Linked DNA regions of Sus scrofa: regions 1 and 3 are each linked to region 2. Evidence: chromatin contacts called from public HiChIP or PLAC-seq data. All regions are on one chromosome and are shown on one strand. The core of a region is the stretch at or near the end of the contact, and the rest is flanking DNA. Distances in the headings are between cores, read along the strand shown.

The links. HiChIP or PLAC-seq counts read pairs in DNA pulled down with a chosen protein or histone mark.
Region 1: an H3K27ac HiChIP or PLAC-seq map of alveolar macrophages shows a contact between it and region 2. The contact joins two enhancer-like sites. A contact is called at or near these places in 2 of 2 datasets of contacts at active chromatin or transcription factors (alveolar macrophages and skeletal muscle).
Region 3: an H3K27ac HiChIP or PLAC-seq map of alveolar macrophages shows a contact between it and region 2. The contact joins two enhancer-like sites. A contact is called at or near these places in 1 of 47 Hi-C or Micro-C datasets (epiblast stem cells) and 1 of 2 datasets of contacts at active chromatin or transcription factors (alveolar macrophages).

What each region holds. Positions count from the first base shown.
Region 1 is chr6:147,381,230-147,384,141 of Sscrofa11.1, reverse strand. It overlaps a transcript of JAK1 not described here. Among named protein-coding and RNA genes, the nearest start is that of JAK1, 46 kb to the left of the region's middle. Within about 2 kb of position 1,516, at least 10 of the 83 cell types and tissues checked have an H3K27ac peak or open chromatin away from gene starts, as enhancers often do. A contact at or near this core is called in alveolar macrophages, where this site is marked.
Region 2 is chr6:147,549,186-147,551,885 of Sscrofa11.1, reverse strand. It overlaps JAK1 (Janus kinase 1), which reads right to left. Exons shown (of 25, transcript NM_214114.1): 12 at 2,550-2,656. Among named protein-coding and RNA genes, the nearest start is that of JAK1, 120 kb to the right of the region's middle. Within about 2 kb of position 1,440, at least 22 of the 83 cell types and tissues checked have an H3K27ac peak or open chromatin away from gene starts, as enhancers often do. A contact at or near this core is called in alveolar macrophages, where this site is marked.
Region 3 is chr6:147,358,653-147,361,777 of Sscrofa11.1, reverse strand. It overlaps a transcript of JAK1 not described here. Among named protein-coding and RNA genes, the nearest start is that of MIR101-2, 29 kb to the right of the region's middle. Within about 2 kb of position 1,352, at least 1 of the 83 cell types and tissues checked has an H3K27ac peak or open chromatin away from gene starts, as enhancers often do. A contact at or near this core is called in alveolar macrophages, where this site is marked.

The DNA of each region.
Region 1 (2,912 bases), core at 267-2,766, 170 kb after region 2:
CGTAGGCTACAGCTCCGATTCAACCCCTAGCCTGGGAACCTCCATATGCCGCGGGAGCGGCCCAAGAAATAGCAACAACAACAAAGGACAAAAAGACAAAAAAAAAAAAAAAAAAAAAAAAAGAGTCACTCTTGCTTGTGGTCCCAATTCCAAGTTCTAGGAGGAAAGACGAGGATTAGAGGCTGGTGCCAACTCCTGGTCCAAACAACTGGGGTCAAGGTAGGAAACTAGGAAGCTGCCCCTATGGGACCCACAGACCACTCAGTGGTCACCCACAGCTGTCTGGGCTCAATGAGTGTAGCGGGTCTTAATCAGAAACATATATTCACAGCCTTTGAAGGTTGGAAAGTCCACTTAAATGTTTATGCCTATTATACAGCTGATTATAACAATAAAAAATTGGAAACAATATGGATGCCCATCCATAGAAGAATCGTTAAAGAATTGATGGTATATCTATCCTACATTTACTATCATTATTAAAAAGAATGATGTAAAGCCACTCACATGACAAGATGTATTAAATTATTAACCATAAAAATATGAACAGAAAAAAGCCAGTACCAGATATGTAGGGGCCCATCTATTTTAAAGTATTTTAAAAATACCCAGCTTTTAAATAGAAAAATTTCTGAAAGAACATTCATGAAACTGTTAAAGTGGTTTCCTCTGGGGAAGGAAGTGGGATTGACGAGTGGGCGGGGGTGGAGGTGAAGAGTGATACTCACGTTTTACTGCACTTTGTATGCTTTAAAAAAGTACCAAGGTATCACCACACATTAAATCTTTAAAAAAAAAAAAAAAAAGTTCATTTTCAGGAAGATAGGTGTAAGGATATACACCTATCTCAGAAGTTAGAATAATAATTCCTTTCATTTCTGAGGCAGCTTGCAGTTCACAACCGTGGTAACTAAACCTTGCTATGTTCCAGGCACCTTCTAAGCCTTTTCCAAATGTTAACGCATTTAATCCTCACAAGGACCCAATGAATCAGGTACTGTTACTCTCCCATCTTACAGAGAAGGAAACTGAGGCACAGAGAAGATAACTTAATGACCTGTGGTCACCTGGCCAGTAAGTAGCAGGGCTGGGATGTGAATGTAGGCCTTCTGGCTCTTGACTCTCAGCTCTTGATCGCTTTTGCTCAACTACACTGACCCCAAAGCATTTTCACATGTATAGACTCCTGTGCCCCAAGCACCTATTTTCCCCCATGTCACATGGGAGAAGACGAGGGCCTGTGATGGCCTATTTCAGGTTCATGTATCCACTAGATGCTCAGCTCCATTATACAAGGAAAAAAAAATTTGTTTTGTTGATTTTTGCACCCTGGCCTAGGAAGTGGGCAATAAATGATTTTAATGCTGTGGTGGTTTATAATTTCCACACTGTCTTTGTCACTGCCTTTAAAAGGTGAAGCCTAATTCTTCTTCCCTTGGGTATGAGCTGGACGTAGTGACTCATTTCTAATGATTAGAATAGAGCAAAAGTGGCAGCGTGTGACTTCAGAGACGAAGACTTAATATGCATGATAACTTCCTGCTCTCCCTCTCCCTCTCTCTCTGATTACTCGCTCTGAGGCAACCAGCTGTCATGTCAAGAGGAAAAACCCATGGTGAGAAACAGAGGCCTCTGGCCAACAGCCAGCAAGGAACTGGGCCCTCCAGCTAATATCTATGCGAGTGAACTTGGAAGTGGATCCTCTGCCTCAGTCAAGCCTTCAGATGATTGCAGCTCTCATCTGAGAGAGGTTTGTAATCATCAGGTTTGTAATCTCCTGAAAGGCCCTGAGCCAGAAACACGAAGTTAAGCTGCTTCCAAAATTCAGGACCTATAGAAACTGTAAAATAATAAGTATTCCTTGTTTTAAGCCACTAAACATTGGTGTCATTTATAACATGACCATAGATGATTAACACAAATGCTTTGTATTAAAAAATAGTATCTGTATATATGTGTAACTTGGATATTTATGGAACATATTAATATGCTTTTTTTCTCTTTTGCATTTTCATGAATGTGACCTATTCTGGGATTGGCCTGAAGCATCTATTTGCCTAAGGAATTAATTTTTAAAAGGGCCAAAAATCAGCTTTTGACATCAAAAGTAGTATTTTGATCAAAACAGTTATTTAGAGAAAAACAAACACATGCACGAGAGAGAAGAGATTTTTCCACATTCCTTTTCCTACCATTGACATATCAAGAGTTAAACCGGCAGCCTAGATCATAGAGTTTCTTTTATAGTGTAGGGAAATATGGGGAGTTCTCGTCGTGGTGCAGTGGTTAACGAATCTGACCAGGAACCATGAGGTTGCGGGTTTGGTTCCTGGCCTTGCTTAGTGGGTTAACCATCCGGCGTTGCTGTGAGCTGTGGTGTAGGTTGCAGACGTGGCTCGGATCCCGCGTTGCTGTGGCTCTGGTGTAGGCCGGTGGCTACAGCTCCGATTAGACCCCTGGCCTGGGAACCTCCATATGCCACGGAAGCAGCCCTAGAAAAGGCAAAAAAAGAAAGAAAGAAAGAAAAAGAAAAGAAAAGCAGAAAAGCAGAGAGAGCACCTGTGAGACCTCAGAGGACACGAGTCCAAGAGCCAGTCCACAGCGCAGCTCACCCTGGCCACTTGATTAGAGAAACGGACACCTGAGAATGCTGGATTGAATATAAAGAGTATCAAATACTAAAAAATCATTAAAATAATAAAGCTACATTAAAAGTATCAGAGCACTAATGAGATTGGTAAAAATCTAAGGTTTACGGAGTACTGAAGGGAATTTTTTAATCCAGCCACTGTGAGCATCTATCTTCCTAAAGAGTCAAGTAAAAAAGGAAATTCACCAGTAGATACTGGGAACTCAAAGCCTACATTTTCTACATTAGAAGTTTGGGATTAACATATACACACTACTAGATG
Region 2 (2,700 bases), core at 191-2,690:
CAGCTCACGCCGCTCCAGTGCCTGGTCTTGTCGGGCCTCCAGATGAAACAAAAAGCTACTTGGCCAAACGCAGCTGTGGCACCGTGCCAGGCCCCAGGAGACGGTCTCATAGTCTCTAAACGGCAACCTGCTTGCTACCTCGAGGAACGGCCTGGGGCCAAACATGATCCTGACCCTTCACCAAACCTCAACCTTCAGTATCAGCCTCACCCTAGGCCTCCAGAGGAGACTCAGCGAGGAGCCCACAGAAGGCTCCCCCTCACACAGGCTGGGGTACAAAGACAGCCGGCTCGTGAGGGCCAGCACTGCTGCTTGCTCTGGCCTTTTAACCTGGAGACCTTCTCTCATCCCACTCGGTCTGCGCCCACTTTCTGAAAATGGGTTAACAATGTACCGGCCTCAGAGGACTGCTGTAAGAGTCAAAGGAGGAACCAGGCAGAAAAGCTCCTGGGACCAATCCAGGCACACAGCGTTTGGTAAAAGCCAATCTGTTTTGTCTGGGCACCCTCTCCTACCCAACTATTCATTTTCCACCCATCTCTCGGATGCATGGATGCAGGAGTGCACGGTTTAAACCTAGGGAAGCTATTTACACATGCATTTGCCCGAGCGAGCCCACAGGGGAAGGTGATGTGGAGACAGGCAGAGACTGGAGGGCGAGGCCTCCGTTTCCCCACATATGAAAAACGATAATAAAACCAAATGAGCAGTATGAGGACAAGGGAGATCATCTGCTTGAGGCCCTGAACGTTTCCTGATCCGTCTCTAAGGCCCTTCCAGCTTAAGCTTTAATAATTCTGATTTAAACAACTCTCAATGTTTGGAAATCAAAATGCGATTCATGAAACTGAGGCATGGTCAAGCTGTTGACATTAACGCATGTCAACTTACAAATTGGAGTTCTACTATTCTATTATCCCAGGACCCCCTACAAATGCAGAAAAATGCATTGTGGCTGCCTCCGCAGGCTGATTCCTGTCCCCTGCAGGAATGTACACAATTATTAATCAGGGCTATTAATGTGCACAAACACCACCATGTGTCATCTGTCACAGCAGAAACTGGTGAGACATCCACCCTGCCTACTGTATCCTGGCAAAGTCTTATAACTATTCATTAAAGCTGCATCTGTCATGAAGCGATTCGTCAAGGTTATGGGACGTTGTGTTCCCAGAACATCATGTAAAAGTCATATGCTTTCAGAATAATGACTCGTCCCCCAAAGGGTGGCTTGATCCAGGGGCCAAGTCATGGCATCAGGCTGTTAGAATTCCACGGCAACCCAGAGGCCCCCGCATGTCCCACTTCGGCCTAGCTCCACGCATCTGCCTGCGCCCGTGCTGGTTCACCCACTGGGACTCTGCTTTGAGGCCACTCCCCCCAGGAAGCCACCTCTGTCCTCCCAAGGCTAAACCGGCTCTGACAGGCCCACATCCTGCCCTACTTCCTCCTTAGGACGCATCTCTTGGTTACGTAAGACAGACGAGAGCCGGCCAGGACTGGCAGTCGTGCCTGGCACGGGGAAGTGCTCAATCACGTTGGCCCATGAACACGGGGAGCGCAGAGGATGGTGATCCACCCCGACGCTCGAGAGGAGGAACAGAGGAAGACCCTAAGCACACGGCAAGTTGCAGGCAGAAAAGAGGCTGGGGTACGGCCCACCCGGCGATTTTCCTCTCCAGATACAGCTCCGACACCCCCGAGGGATGGGACCGGAAGATGGGCCTCAGAGAAGCATTTACAGAAGCGAAGTGAGCCGTGGACTCACGCTCCCTCAGAGCTCTCCAACAACTTCAGGGACCAACTACAAAAAGTAAACCAACCAGCCTGATGCCTGCCACCTTCCCCCAAGCTCCTTGAGGCCGGTGAGCCCACGATTCACCTCGCCCCCACGTGGTTCTGTGGAAGGGGGCGCAGAGTGGAAAGTGGGGCTTCCCTGGGCCTCACGCCCTGGCCAAGGCCCGAGGCAGCTCCAAGGGAAATGGGACCTGCCTCAGGCTGCACATTCTGGGCCAAAGCCTCCCAAGGCTGGGACAATGATCTGCAGGATGTGTGTCTCGAGACGCTTCTCCAGAAGGTCTAAAGCATACAACAACTGCTCCCTCACTGTGCTCTGTGTGCTCCCAGCTGTGCACGTCAGCAGAAAGCCCAGGACGGAAATTCAGAAGTGCTTTTCACACAGTACATTTTGGGGCACTGAGGGTCGAAAGCCCACACTCCCCTGTGGAGACCTGTCAGCATTCCCAGCAAGTCCTCCAACTTCTACCTGCAGAAGACCTGGAATAGCGGCCCCTCTAACCCGAGGTGTCCCACAAAGCTCGGAGTCCAGCTCCTTCACGGAGGGAGTTTCTAGGGTGTGTCAGCAAGGCCAGGCTGGACAGCAGGGCACTGGCTGACCGGCTTTACCTATGAAAGGGAGGACTTCTTGCTCCCTTCCCACCAGGATCTTCCCAAACCCGCCTTCCCCCTCCCCACATCCCCCAGGCTGCTCTGCTGGGTGTGGGGAGGCAAAACCAGGGCTGGACCCAGGAACTGCAGAGACGACTCACTTGCATAATGTCATTCTTAAGGATCCGATCGAAACTCAGCTGGCTCATGGTGTAGACGGGCTGCCACTCCTGGGCTTTCTTGGTGGCCACCAGCAAATTGGAGATTTCTGTGGAAGAGAGTGGAGAAGTCTGAGCAGAAGAGCAAAGGTCT
Region 3 (3,125 bases), core at 103-2,602, 190 kb after region 2:
TGCTGAGGCGCCAGGGAACTGCAAGAGATACTGAAATTCTGATCAGATGGTAGTTGGCTCTGGACTCATCTGATAAAAGCCTGAGGTTTCTGACTTCAAAGCAAGTCAAAGGCTCCTGGGAGTCAGAGTTATAATGGAAGAGGAAACCAGGAGCAGACAAAGAAAGACAGCCTAAAGAAAACTAGAAGAGTTTCCTTGTAGCTCTGAGGGTTAAGGATCTAGCATTGTCACTACTGGGGTGTGGGTTCAGTTCCTGGCTGGGGAACTTTTGCATGCTGCCGGCATGGCCAAAAAGTTTTCAAAATAAAAATACAGAAAACAAGAGGCCAGGGAGGCGAAATGGGTGTCTGGACATCTTTCCAGTTCCTATGTGTGCCTTGAACTTTGCATCTTTGTGATTGTTCCGTATGCTTATCAACGAACCTCTTTTACTTAGGCTGCTCCAGTGAGCTGTGTAATTTGCAACCTAATGAGCTCTAATTATTCTAATAAAGTATTTCAAGAGGGAAAAGAAGCCACGTATGCAAAAATATCTAGAGCATTGCTCCTTATAATAAACACTGGAAAGAATGGAGCCACCGGATAACTAGGGAATAATAAATTATACTATATCCTTTCGACAGAATATTATGGAATCATGAAAATGCATCAACAGAAAAACTGTATATAAAGGGAATAATTACAATAGGGAAATATATCAAAAGCTGTAAGTGCAGGAAAGAGTGGTGTGTGTGTGTGTGTGAGTGTGTGAATGAGTGTGTATATATGTTCTATATTGTTCAAGAATTGCATCACATTTTTGAAAAGCTTGAGGGCTCTTAAAACCCCCTTTCTTAGAACACTTCATAGAATTATCAAGTCTCAGAACTGGAGATACTTTTAGCAGTCATCTAATATAGTATTCCATGTTTTCAGATTCTGAACACCTTTAGTGATGGGTTCTCTGCCCTCCAGCATAGAGGCTGCCCATCTTCTGTTCGAACACCTCTGAGGACAGAAGTGCCAAAGTTTCTCGTCTCTTTGGTTGGCTGATAAGGAAGTTCTCCCTTACGTAATGTCTGCCATTTCTTGCCCTTAGGTCTCATTCTCTCTGTTGGGGTCAAAACTATTGCTTCTGTTTTTCTCCTTGATATTTCCTTTATCACTCACTATAGTAGACGCTGCTCCGAAAGCACAGTCGCTCTGATCACAGCCTCTGCTTCCTCTCACTGGCAAATACTTGGAAATTTCTTCTTGGAGCACTATCGACCCACAAGCTTCTCTCTGGGTAGAACATTGTTACCAACGTCCCAGGGGAACAAAGCAGGCACACATACACAGAGGAGAAAAGGGAAGAGCCCTGGAGGGGAAACATGTGCAAATGCAAAACACAGCAAGAGGGTCATGGGGAAAACAGCCAAAGTGGAGACTGACCTCCTGTCCTCCAGCAGAACTTCTCCCCTTGGTGTCTAGAACAGGTGATGCCACGCCCAAAGCTGGGCCAGGAGTTCCCGTCGTGGCTCAGCAGTTCATGGATCTGATTAGCATCCATGAGGACGCAAGATGGATCCCTGGCCTCGCTCAGTGGGTTAAGGATCCGGCGTTGTGGCAGCTGTGGTGTAGGCCAGCAGCAACAACTCCGATTCAACCCCTAGCCTGGGAATCTCCATATGCCTTGGAAGGGGCCCTAAAAAGCAAAAAAAAAAAAAAGCTGTGCCACATGCCAATATATCAGAGCCCCATGGAGTCAAAATAAATGGGAAAAAACTCTCAAGCTAGTTTGGAAAAAAACTGGTGATTTGAATATATTGACTATTTAACCCCACCCCCACCCCCTTTAAAGCTGTTAGGCAGAATAGCTGCGAGAACACTGGGAATAAGATGCTGACGAAAAGGAATAACCCCTTGCTGTACCTGGCGGAGTCAACATGCTTTTTTTTTTTTTTTTTTTTTTAATGATTTTTATTTTTTTCCCTTACAGCGGTTTACAGTGTTCTGTCAATTTTCTACTGTACAGCAAGGTGACCCAATCACACATACACATATACATTCCTTTTTCTCCCATTATGCTCCATCACAAGTGACCAGACCTAGTTGCCAGTGCTACACAGCAGGATCTCATTGCTAATCTATTCCAAAGGCAATAGTTTGCATCTGTTAACCCCAAATTCCCAGTCCATCCCACTCCCTTCCCTTCCCCCTTGGCAACCACAGATCTGCTCTCCAAGTCCATGATTTTTTCTTTTCTGTGGAAAGGTTCACTTGTGCCATATATTAGATTCCAGATATAAATGATATCATACGGTATTTGTCTTTCTCTTTCTGACTTACTTCACTTAGTATGAGAGTCTCTAGTTCCATCCATGTTGCTGCAAATGGCATTATGGCGTTCTTTTTTATGGCTGAGTAGTATTTCGTTGTGTATACATCCTACATCTTCCTAATCCATTCATCTGTCGATGGACATTTAGGTTCTTTCCATGTCTTGGCTCTTGTGATTAGTGCTGCAATGAACATGTGGGTGCCTGTGTCTTTTTCAAGGAACGTTTTGTCTGGATATATGCCCAAGAGTGGGATTGTTGGGGCATATGGTAGTTCCATGTATAGTTTTCTAAGGTACCTCCATACTGTTTTCCACAGTGGTTGTACCAATTTACATTCCTACCAACAGTGTAGGAGGGTTTCCTTTTCTCCACATCCTCTCCAGCATTTGTTATTTGTGGACTTACTAATGATGGCCATTCTGACCGGTGTGAGGTGGTACCTCATAGTAGTTTTGATTTGCATTTCTCAAATAATCAGTGATGTTGAGCATTTTTTTCATGTAGCTTTTTTTTTTTTTTTTTTTTTGTCTTTTTGCCATTTCTTAGGCCGCTGCCATGGCATATGGAGGTTCCTGGGCTAGGGATCGAATCGGAGCTGTAGCCACCAGCCTACGCCAGAGCCACAGCAACACGGGATCCGAGCCGCGTCTTCGACCTACACCACAGCTCACGGCAACGCCGGATCCTTAACCCACTGAGCAAGGCCTGGGATTGAACCCGCAACCTCATGGTTTCTAGTCGGATTCATTAACCACTGAGCCACGATGGGAACTCCAACTTTTTTTTTTAAATTATGCCCATGGGAGTTCCCGTCGTGGCGCA